Regions from separate parts of the Sus scrofa genome. Here region 2 is linked to region 1. Evidence: chromatin contacts called from public HiChIP or PLAC-seq data. All regions are on one chromosome and are shown on one strand. The core of a region is the stretch at or near the end of the contact, and the rest is flanking DNA. Distances in the headings are between cores, read along the strand shown. Region 1 overlaps DNAJB12 (dnaJ homolog subfamily B member 12). Region 2 holds the start of DDIT4 (DNA-damage-inducible transcript 4).

Region 1 (4,465 bases), core at 1,900-4,399:
CTAGTGGATCAAGAGCCCTTCCTCTTCGCTGTCCTTCTAGGCAAGAAGAAATGGAACCAGAGGGGGGGCAGCCAGGCAGCAGGCCGAGGGGGGGGGGCACACCCCCAGGCTGCTCCTTGTCTAGTGGGATCAGAGGTGCTTTTGAATGCCACTGCACCTGGAAGCCTGGAAGCCACAGGCATCCGGCCCACCCAGGTGTCTCACCTGAGGTCTGAGGAAGGAAACAGAAGGTCATGAGTTCAGAGCTGAGCAGAGAGCCCTCAGCACAGAAGGGGTGGGGAAAAAATGAAAGGTGCTGGTAGCAGGCTTCCTGCTTCTTTACGCTTGTGTGTGGGTAGCAGGCTCTGTTCCCAGCATTTGCCAAAGGGGACAGCTTGGACTAAGCCCAGAAGAGTGTGGGCAGAGCCGGTGAAGGTTCTTTTTTGTGTTGGTTCCCTGCCCACCCCCTCCTCTGTCTGTGTTCCCTCAGGGGCGGTCCAGCTACAGACTCTACTTTGAGGCCTTTCTGGCTAGTGCCTCTGGGAGGAAAAGAGACTGCAGGGGGCGGTGGGGGCGGGGCTGAGATGGGCAGGACAGGGCCAAGGAGCTGGCTGTTAGTGTGGGCTGAGTTAGAGACTCCGGGGCACATGCTGCCAAGCTAACTGTTACCACTCTCCTCCCCAGACTATGAAATCCCTGGAGAATTTTTGGTGACGTGCACTGAGCCAAGGTGATGGACTGTATGTTTAAGGAAAGACATAACAAGAAAAAAAATTAAAATGGAATTGGAGGCCGAATGCCACACAACTGCCCTCTCTCTCACCCAGTAAATGCAGAAAGCTCTTAGAACAGACAGGAAAACCTGCCACGGGGCTGCTTCCCTTCCTCCCAAGGATGGCAAAGGCTCAGGCTCCACATCGGCTCTCTCCTAGGATACAGAAACCATGGCAACGAAAGTAGAATGTAAAACTTGCAGCAAATGTCTATGGGAAGGGCTGGGGGAAGGGGCACCCAGCTGCCTTTCTTCCCCCTCCCTGAAGCCACCACCAGTCACCTCAGTGGAAGCAATCAGAGGTGTTGGCCAAGGAGAAAGAGGAAGATGAAAGCGAACTCTCCATAGAATGTAATTTATAGATGCGTGTATATGTATATATCTATTTATATGTAAATAGCATATATAAAGAGATATATATATATATAGCCTACTTTTTAAACTATGCAGGGATTTGGTTAAGTTGTTCAGTTAATTTCTTCCCTGTTTTAGAAAACAGCTTGGGGAAGGTAGCCTGGTCCTTCAAAGGCTAGACATTAGCCATAGCTGACAGCATAAGGAAAGTCGGGTCCTAGCTTTTAACAGTCCCCTCAACCCCAGCCTGGTTTTGATGGCAGCAGCAATCATGACAGTATAAATCTGTGGAAAACTTGGAAGGTTGCCAGGTTTATGGTTAAGCTGGGGGCGGGGGCAGGGTGTGGAGCAGGCTGCAGGGGGAGAAATTCCTCCTAAGGCCAGGCGCCAGGTTAGTATGGAGTCACAGTGGAGGCCCCAAACGGCCTGTAGGGATGAGACCACCCCCCTACACCCCACCCCGCCAAGCTCTGGCCAGCTCAGGTGGGCGCTTTGCCTGGTGCCCAGGAGCCCTCTGACCCCTAGCCACAGAGAACAGCAGGGTTGGCGGGGGACCAGGTTCTGCCTGACCACCAGCCCCCTTTAGTTCCTAAATCAGTTTGGCCTTATAGGTGCCCCAGGGCACAGCCCCATTGTTGCTACTGATTTTTCCTAAGTCGTGGAGCAAGGACTTTAGATGGCTTTTTCTCCAAGATTCAATCAGGTGGTGCCCAGGACGCTGGGGCAGCAGCCAACTCCTGAAAAAAGTCCATGACCATGGACATCTCTGTCTCTACCCTCCATGGACATGACGCCACCCGGCCTTCTCTTGCACATTGGACAAAGGATGCACCTGAACCATTTTCTTACTTTCACCGTCAAATGAGGATTTTTCTCAAAACAGCAGTTGCTGCCAGGGGGAAGGGAGGGAGGTTTTATTTATTCCCACAGTTTATACTGGGCCTTTTGGAATTACCTTTTTTTCCCCAAATTTTCCTCTGGCGGTGAGTGTGTCACTGAGCCTGCCATCCTCCGAAGCCTTACTACCCCAAGCTGCCAGCCAGGAGGGGATAACCACCCTCCCAGAGCTTCTCTCAGCTCTTTTTTTAAAAGTCCCCAACATAGGATTCTTGCTGGGAAAGGAAGCTTGGTTAAGAAATGTCAAACATGGTTTTTACAAGGTCTTGCCCTGTGACGAAGCAGCCACCCCAGTCCAGAGAGATGCTCAGAACTGGATGTGGGTGAGAGCGCCCTGCCCACAGTGGCCCCGGTGCTCTGCGCCCACCACCCCGACCACCTGGTCTCAGTAGATGTCCCTAGATGGGCTGAGCCATGTGCAATAAGAACGTAGATCCTAATGGATCCCCTGAGAAGCTGTATTTCTTGAATTAGAATTCTGAAATTGTATATCTATAAATATATGTTTATTACGTGATTGGCTGGCCTTGGTGGGTCTGTGTTGGGCAAGGGGGATGAGCTGGGGGCGGGCACAAGCACCTGTTGCTGCTGACACGGTACAGCCCAGACCACAGGGAGTTTTTGGTGGCAAGCCTAAGGGTCCCGTCCCCCCCCCCCGACTCCCCACCGCTGGCCCGGCCCCAGGTGACAGCCACTTCAGTCACAAGTGTACCCCTCCAGGTAAGGGTAAGAGGCTCAATTGGGCCAGGACCCTGAGGTTCCTGATACCGGTCCAGGGTGGGCAACCTGGGCCATGATCACAGCCTCTGCCTCCCCCTCGTCCAGCTCCCTCCCTTCATTCCCTTGGGCCTGCTGTGAGGCAAACATTCAGAACCTCCCTTCCCCCACCCTGGATCCAGATCGAGGGAAAAGTTCTCCCAAGTTTCCATCTGTGGTTGCACTACCTTCCCAGCCATCCTTCCCACACTGGCTCCACAGCCCGCCCTCCTCCCCCAGAAGATTGGAAAAGTTAAAAATGTGGCAGCCCCGGTAAGGCTTTCTGTGAATGGAGCAGCAGATCTGCCCGGGCCTCCCAGAGACAGAGCCCGGCAGCCCTGACTGGTGGCCCGAGGCCCCTCCTGCGGCTGCTCCAGCCAAAGACAGGCAGGCTGCCCGGTGGTGCCACTGCAGCCCGGGAGCTCATTGGCTGCCCCCACCAGGGTCACCGCAGCCTGCCCGGCCCGCTCTGCGAGCTGCCACTTGTTGGCTGCAGTTAGCAGGGGCGTTGCCAGCCGCCCCTGTTTACCCACCCCAACTCCCTGCCCTCGTGTGTGGCTCTGAGAGCCAGAGGGGTGGGAGAGACTCCTTCCAACTGTTTGCTGTAAAAAAGAGCCTTTGACAAGTGTCCCCACCCACTGTCAGGTGGCAAACAAGGCTCTCGTCCATCCAAGCTCCTGGGATCAGTCAGCTTATCTTTTGGTCCCAGGCTGCCGCCAGGTCTCCCAAGGACAAGGAGCACACACCCCAGCCCTCCCCACCGGGCAGAGTCTCCTGGGGCAGAGTCTCCTGGCCTTTGAGGGAAGGCACACAGACAGACTCAGCTAAATAGGCGGTTGACAACAGTGTTGGCTCTTGAGGAACTCAGAATCCTTACCAAATGTCACACCATGTGATTTGAGTGAGTCAGCCCATTTGCCAGAGTAGGAAACTAAGCCCTAGGGTAGGGAACGTGATGCCCAAGGCTCTCCATAAAACTGTGCATGTCTTTGGGGTCTGTGGAGCAGAACCATCATTTTGAAAACATTTGCTGAACCCGAATTCACTGTCCTTGAGGGGATCAAATCCACTCGTACCAAGAGGAGTGGCAGGAACCCTGAGTTCAGAATGGTGGGAAAGGCCCTAAGGAAAACAGGATTTAATCTGAGGAGCTGGGTGTGTGTGGGCTGCCCTTGTGAGCCATACCCCCTGCCTCCTGGTGGTGACAAAGGTGTCCACCTGGCTTGTGGGGCACATTCCCAGGGCTGGTGTCACCTCTGAAAGGCAGCACAGTGGATCCGTTGGGTGTGGGTGTAGACCCCACAGCCTGGCTTGCCTGGGTTGATCCATGTACTGACTGGGTAGCCTTGTGTGTGTCACTCAACCTCCCTCTCCCTCTATGGCCTCATCTTCATGTGAGTAATAAAACCACCTACCTCATTGGGTCACTGTGAGAAGTAAAAGTGATCACATATACACACTTTAAAAAACCAGCCTGGTACATAGAAAGCTCTGTTTTAAGTATTGTTATTCATCCTCAGTCAAGGAAGATTGACTGAGCACAGACTGGGTGTGAAGTCCCCACCGAAACCACAACTACGACTGAGACTCGGCCTGCCCGATAGGAACTACGGGTGTGAAGGAGCCGGTGATCAGCAGACCCCGGTGGGCAGAGGACTGTGAGAAAAACAAACCCTGGAGCATGGCAGGTGCCAGCAGCTCTGGCTG
Region 2 (4,343 bases), core at 674-3,173, 51 kb after region 1:
CTAACACCCACCCCTTCCTACTCTTACATTCATGCGTCTGTAAGATAGCTGCCTGGAACAGGTCAGTAGTGAAGCTCTGATCAAAACAAACAAACAAACAAACAAAAGATACAAAAAACAAAGAACAGACATTTGGCCCCTTCGGACCATAAGATACACAAACCACCTCCATGACCTCCCCCCTCCCACCAGGGCTGGCTGCAGCGAGCACACATCCCCCCTTGCAGAGGCCAGTGCAGCCCAGCTGCTCTCCTGGCTCTGTCACACCACTGTTGACTTAACTGTCTTACTGTCAGTAACAATAAAAATAATAAGGTACATGCTACATAACACATCCAGCCAGAAGCCTGGTTGGCCCCTAAGCCTTTGTTTCATGCTACAGTACAGAGGGGCGGGGTGTGCCCCCAACTGGGAGCCACCCATACATGCCCCATTGAGCTTTCTAGGGAAACAGTAGGTTCCCCCCAGCTCAGCCTTCCTCCCCTCAGGTGGCTGTTGTCAGTTTTCTAACGACAGGCAACAGGCCCTCAGCTCCTGCCTGCCAACGTCCACCCCAAAAGTTCAACTGTCTCTGCCATGGGGGCAGTGTCGGCCCCCAGGCCCAAGTTCAACATTCTTCAATGAGCAGCTGCTCGGAGCTGTACAGCTTCTTCTTGATGACTCGGAAGCCAGTGCTCAGCGTCAGGGACTGGCTGAAGCCGGGGACGAAGGGAGAGTTGGCGGAGCTAAACAGCCCCTGGATCTTAGGCCAGAGGCGTGAGTCCAGGCGCAGCACGAGGGTCAGCTGGAAGGTGGGCACAAGGCTGGGGTCGAGGGCCAGCTGGCCCACGCTGTGGCAGCTCTTGCCCTGCTCTACGCAGACGTCCAGCAGCGCCCCCCGCAGGCCGCACGGCTCACTATAGGCCAGGCGCAGCAGTTCTTTGCCCACCTGGCTCACCAGCTGGCCGGGCATCAGCAGGCGCGCGGGGCGCCGCGAGCCCAGCCGCGCCTGGGCCAGGCTCTCCTGCAGCAGCTGCATCAGGCTGGCACACAGGTGCTCATCCTCAGGGTCGCTGAGCAGCTCGAAGTCAGGCAGGGACACCCCATCCAGGTATGCAGAGTCTGGAAGGGAAAGCACATAGGGAAGGAAGGTAAGAGCAGTTCCAAAAGGAGGAGGTGCTGTTTCGCTAAGAAAGCAGCACTCCTCTTGCCCCTCCGTGCCTCAGTTTCTGCCGCACACTCATCATACCCTATGCTTCAACCCCCTCCTCTGGCCTGTCCCCGCTCTGCGATCTGGATTCTGGTGGCCTACGAAGCCAAGGTGGCTTTGACTCTTTTCAGCGAGGTCCTTTCTCACCTTCCCCGCCCCTCGAGTCGCGTCCGGCCCTCGCCCGCGGCGGCTTACCTTCCTCCGGCCCAAAGCCACTGTTGCTGCTGTCCAAGGACTCGCAGTCCGAGCTCTCCAGGCTCGCGCAGCGACCGAGCCCTTCTTCCCGGGCCGCTGACCCCCAGGCTGAACGCGGAGGCTGATTTGGGGTGGGAGTTCGGGACAAGGACGAAGACGAAGAGGAGGAGGACGACGAGAAGCGATCCCAAAGGTTAGGCATGGTGAGGACGGACGCCAGGACGTTTGCAGATGAGCTCACCGGTGCTGGAGCGCAGAAGACGCTGTAAGACAAGAGCGACACGGGCCCGGCGTCAGTCTGAGGGGTGGACCAGACTCAGAGCGCTACGACCCCCGCGGCTGAGGCCTCCCTGCTCATCGATCCGCGCACACACAGAAGGGACACTCACCAGCTAGAGCAGTTAGCGAGAACTGCTCTGACGAGTGCGTACAGCCGCTTGACCGCTTGAATGGGTGCGCGAACTGGTGCCAACCCCCGAGCTCTGCCCAGACCTGTCCCTTCTCCTCAGCCTCACCTCCCCCTCGGCCTGCCTCGGTCCCTAGCACCAGCGCCGAGGGACCTATAAGGACTAGCGCGGGGAGGCCACACCCCTTCCGCGCCACGGCCCAATCCAGACCCGGGAGTGTGGCCCATCTCGGCCAATGGACTCCGGGCGCACGTTCGCAACGTTCTCTCCTGCCCGGTGACAGCCGCCTGGCCCCGCCTCCGTTGAGCCCCAGAAAGCTCTCGGCGGAACCCCCGAGCCACGGCCACGCCCCCTTTCTGGAAGGGATCCGCGGCGGCGGCGGCGGCGGCGGCGGCGGCGGCTGCAGCTGCCAAGGTCCCCGAGGGCGCTCGCGGCAGGGGAGGATCAAGGAAAGACTTGTTTATTATAGGGTCGTATTGCTGGGGGAGGGGTTAGGCCGCGGCCGCGCGGGGGAAGAGGCAGGGGAACTTGAGAGGGCAACAGGCAAGGAAAACGGTTGCCCTCAGCTTGTGGGAGCCTGCGAGCTATGGGTACAACTAGGAGCAGGGCTGGATGCCCGGGGGAGCAGACGTTAACCCAGCCCACTCTCGCGCAAGTACCCCACACTAACCTTCCTTACCAGGGGTCAGGATATGGGGGTGGGGCCCCAAAACAGCAGCTCAGAGCACTCTGCTCCCTTTCTGGGCGGCCGCACTTGCCTACTTGCCCGTTACTCTACAGACCCAGAGGATGGATTAATGAGGGGGGGCGGTGTCCATGCCCCCGATGTGAGCCTAGTTTCCTAACCGCGTCAGCGCCCACCCTCCAGCTGCCTTCAAAGACAGGGTTTGGGGAATGTGGTTGAAGGAATATTGATAGGCCCCAGTTCCTGGCGCTTGGTCCGGGAGCTGCGAACTGGGACCTACATCAGACGGACACACTGACCCACCCGCCGGCCCTACCGACCGACTGCGGTGCAGCAGTGCCTCCCCAGCCAGCTGCAGCTTAGAGGCCTCAGGCATCCGCCGGGTCCTAGCGCCCCTCTCTACCAAACGCTTTGTGTAAAAGACCTGGAGAGTTGCGTCAGGACCGAGGAGCTAGGTCTCCAGAAAAGCCCCGGAGTGCAATCGCCATCCCCTATTTCGTCATGCACACTGGGCCCCAAGAAATCAGGCCCGACGGCGGTGCTCAAAGAGTGACAGAGGTTGCTGACGGTGGGAAGAGGTTCGGACGGATTCGACCTTTATTTATTTAAAGGTTCATCAATCTGGGACACAGGATTCTGATGGAAGAGAGAACCCAGCTTACATCAGATGCTCCCTCCCGTCCCGGGGCGGGCCAGAGCCTAACCAGATCAGACTGGCAGGCCTCGCCTAGGGGCAGACTTGCGCGTGACCGAAGACACTTACAGGAGTAGTCGGGCCACTGCCACTCCCCCCCCCCATTAAAATTAAAAAAAAAAAAAAAAAAAGGCTGACCGGTGGGCCTTTTGGGCAAACCAAGACTTAAGACTGTAAAGCACCAGAATTCAAACCTTGCATCCCACTCCCACTTTCCAGATGGGAAAACCATCTCTGGAGACGAATTTATGGATTAAAAAAAAATAAATTAGAGGGCTCAGATTAGGAGATAAAGACTGCTGCAAAATAGTCGCTTAGCCACCTGGGCTTTCAAGGCCTGAAGACCAGCCCGTCCTTTTTATCCTCCAAGTTCCAGTCACTTGTTGGGAGTCTTAAATACAGCACATCATGGCAATTAGGTGATGTGCTTCCAGGGCTGAGAGTACATGATATCCTCTTGAAATCACCCTTTACTGAGATGGGAAGAAAAGAGTTGGGGTGATCTATATGGATGTGTCTTTCTGTCACTCAGGATTGAAAATCAGGGAATTAATCCATCGGGACCATTTTAAATACTCCTTCCAGGCTGACTGGGTTGAGGACATCTGAGACAGTAGGAGACAGACTTAGGGTGTCTTTCTTCTCTCTCTCTCCCCACCACCCCATGAAAAAAATTTCAGGTAAGTGTGGAACACCGATCTAAGAAAAATAGAGGTTTTCTAATAGAGGTTTCATAAGCAAAAAAGTCCAGAGCCATTTTGGAAAGGTCAGTTTACTAGGAATCCTTCATTCATTTAATAAATAGTCATCACAGAAGCAGTGTGCTAAGCACCTTTTCCCATTCATTGCCTCATTTGGTTAATTAAATAGCTTTTTATAATTGGGAAGGGCTTTGTTAATGGGGAACTGGATAATTTTGTTTCTTTTCAAAAGAAATCCATTAATGTTATCTCACTGTTTTCAAAAAGTGATGAAAAAAGGACAGGTGGTCTTAACCCTAGGAGGTTTTTCCCATAGCAGAGGAAGTGGGCTACAGGGTAAACAACCACCTGCTAGGAGGCCTGGTAGGTGGGGGCTAAATGGCTTTTCCACTGATACTCTTCACCCCTATGAAGGAGGGGGCAAAGCCCCATACCACTGTCTGCCAGGAGAGACTTTGGATATAGAAGGGTA

What was found. HiChIP or PLAC-seq counts read pairs in DNA pulled down with a chosen protein or histone mark.
Region 2: a contact with region 1 is called in an H3K27ac HiChIP or PLAC-seq map of skeletal muscle, with 3 times the contacts expected there. The contact joins the promoter of DDIT4 here to the enhancer-like site in region 1. A contact is called at or near these places in 5 of 5 promoter capture datasets (fetal liver, fetal skeletal muscle, liver and 1 more), 31 of 47 Hi-C or Micro-C datasets (adipocytes, alveolar macrophages, blood and 15 more) and 2 of 2 datasets of contacts at active chromatin or transcription factors (alveolar macrophages and skeletal muscle).

The regions. Positions count from the first base shown.
Region 1 is chr14:75,167,130-75,171,594 of Sscrofa11.1, reverse strand. DNAJB12 (dnaJ homolog subfamily B member 12) reads left to right here. Exons shown (of 9, transcript XM_013983329.1): 9 at 664-2,519. The coding sequence ends at 713. Among named protein-coding and RNA genes, the nearest start is that of DNAJB12, 21 kb to the left of the region's middle. Within about 2 kb of position 3,149, at least 73 of the 83 cell types and tissues checked have an H3K27ac peak or open chromatin away from gene starts, as enhancers often do. A contact at or near this core is called in alveolar macrophages, brain, embryonic fibroblasts and 8 more, where this site is marked.
Region 2 is chr14:75,115,288-75,119,630 of Sscrofa11.1, reverse strand. DDIT4 (DNA-damage-inducible transcript 4) reads right to left here and starts at 1,923. Exons shown (of 3, transcript NM_001243452.1): 1 at 1,774-1,923; 2 at 1,385-1,647; 3 at 1-1,101. The coding sequence starts at 1,586. The coding sequence ends at 608.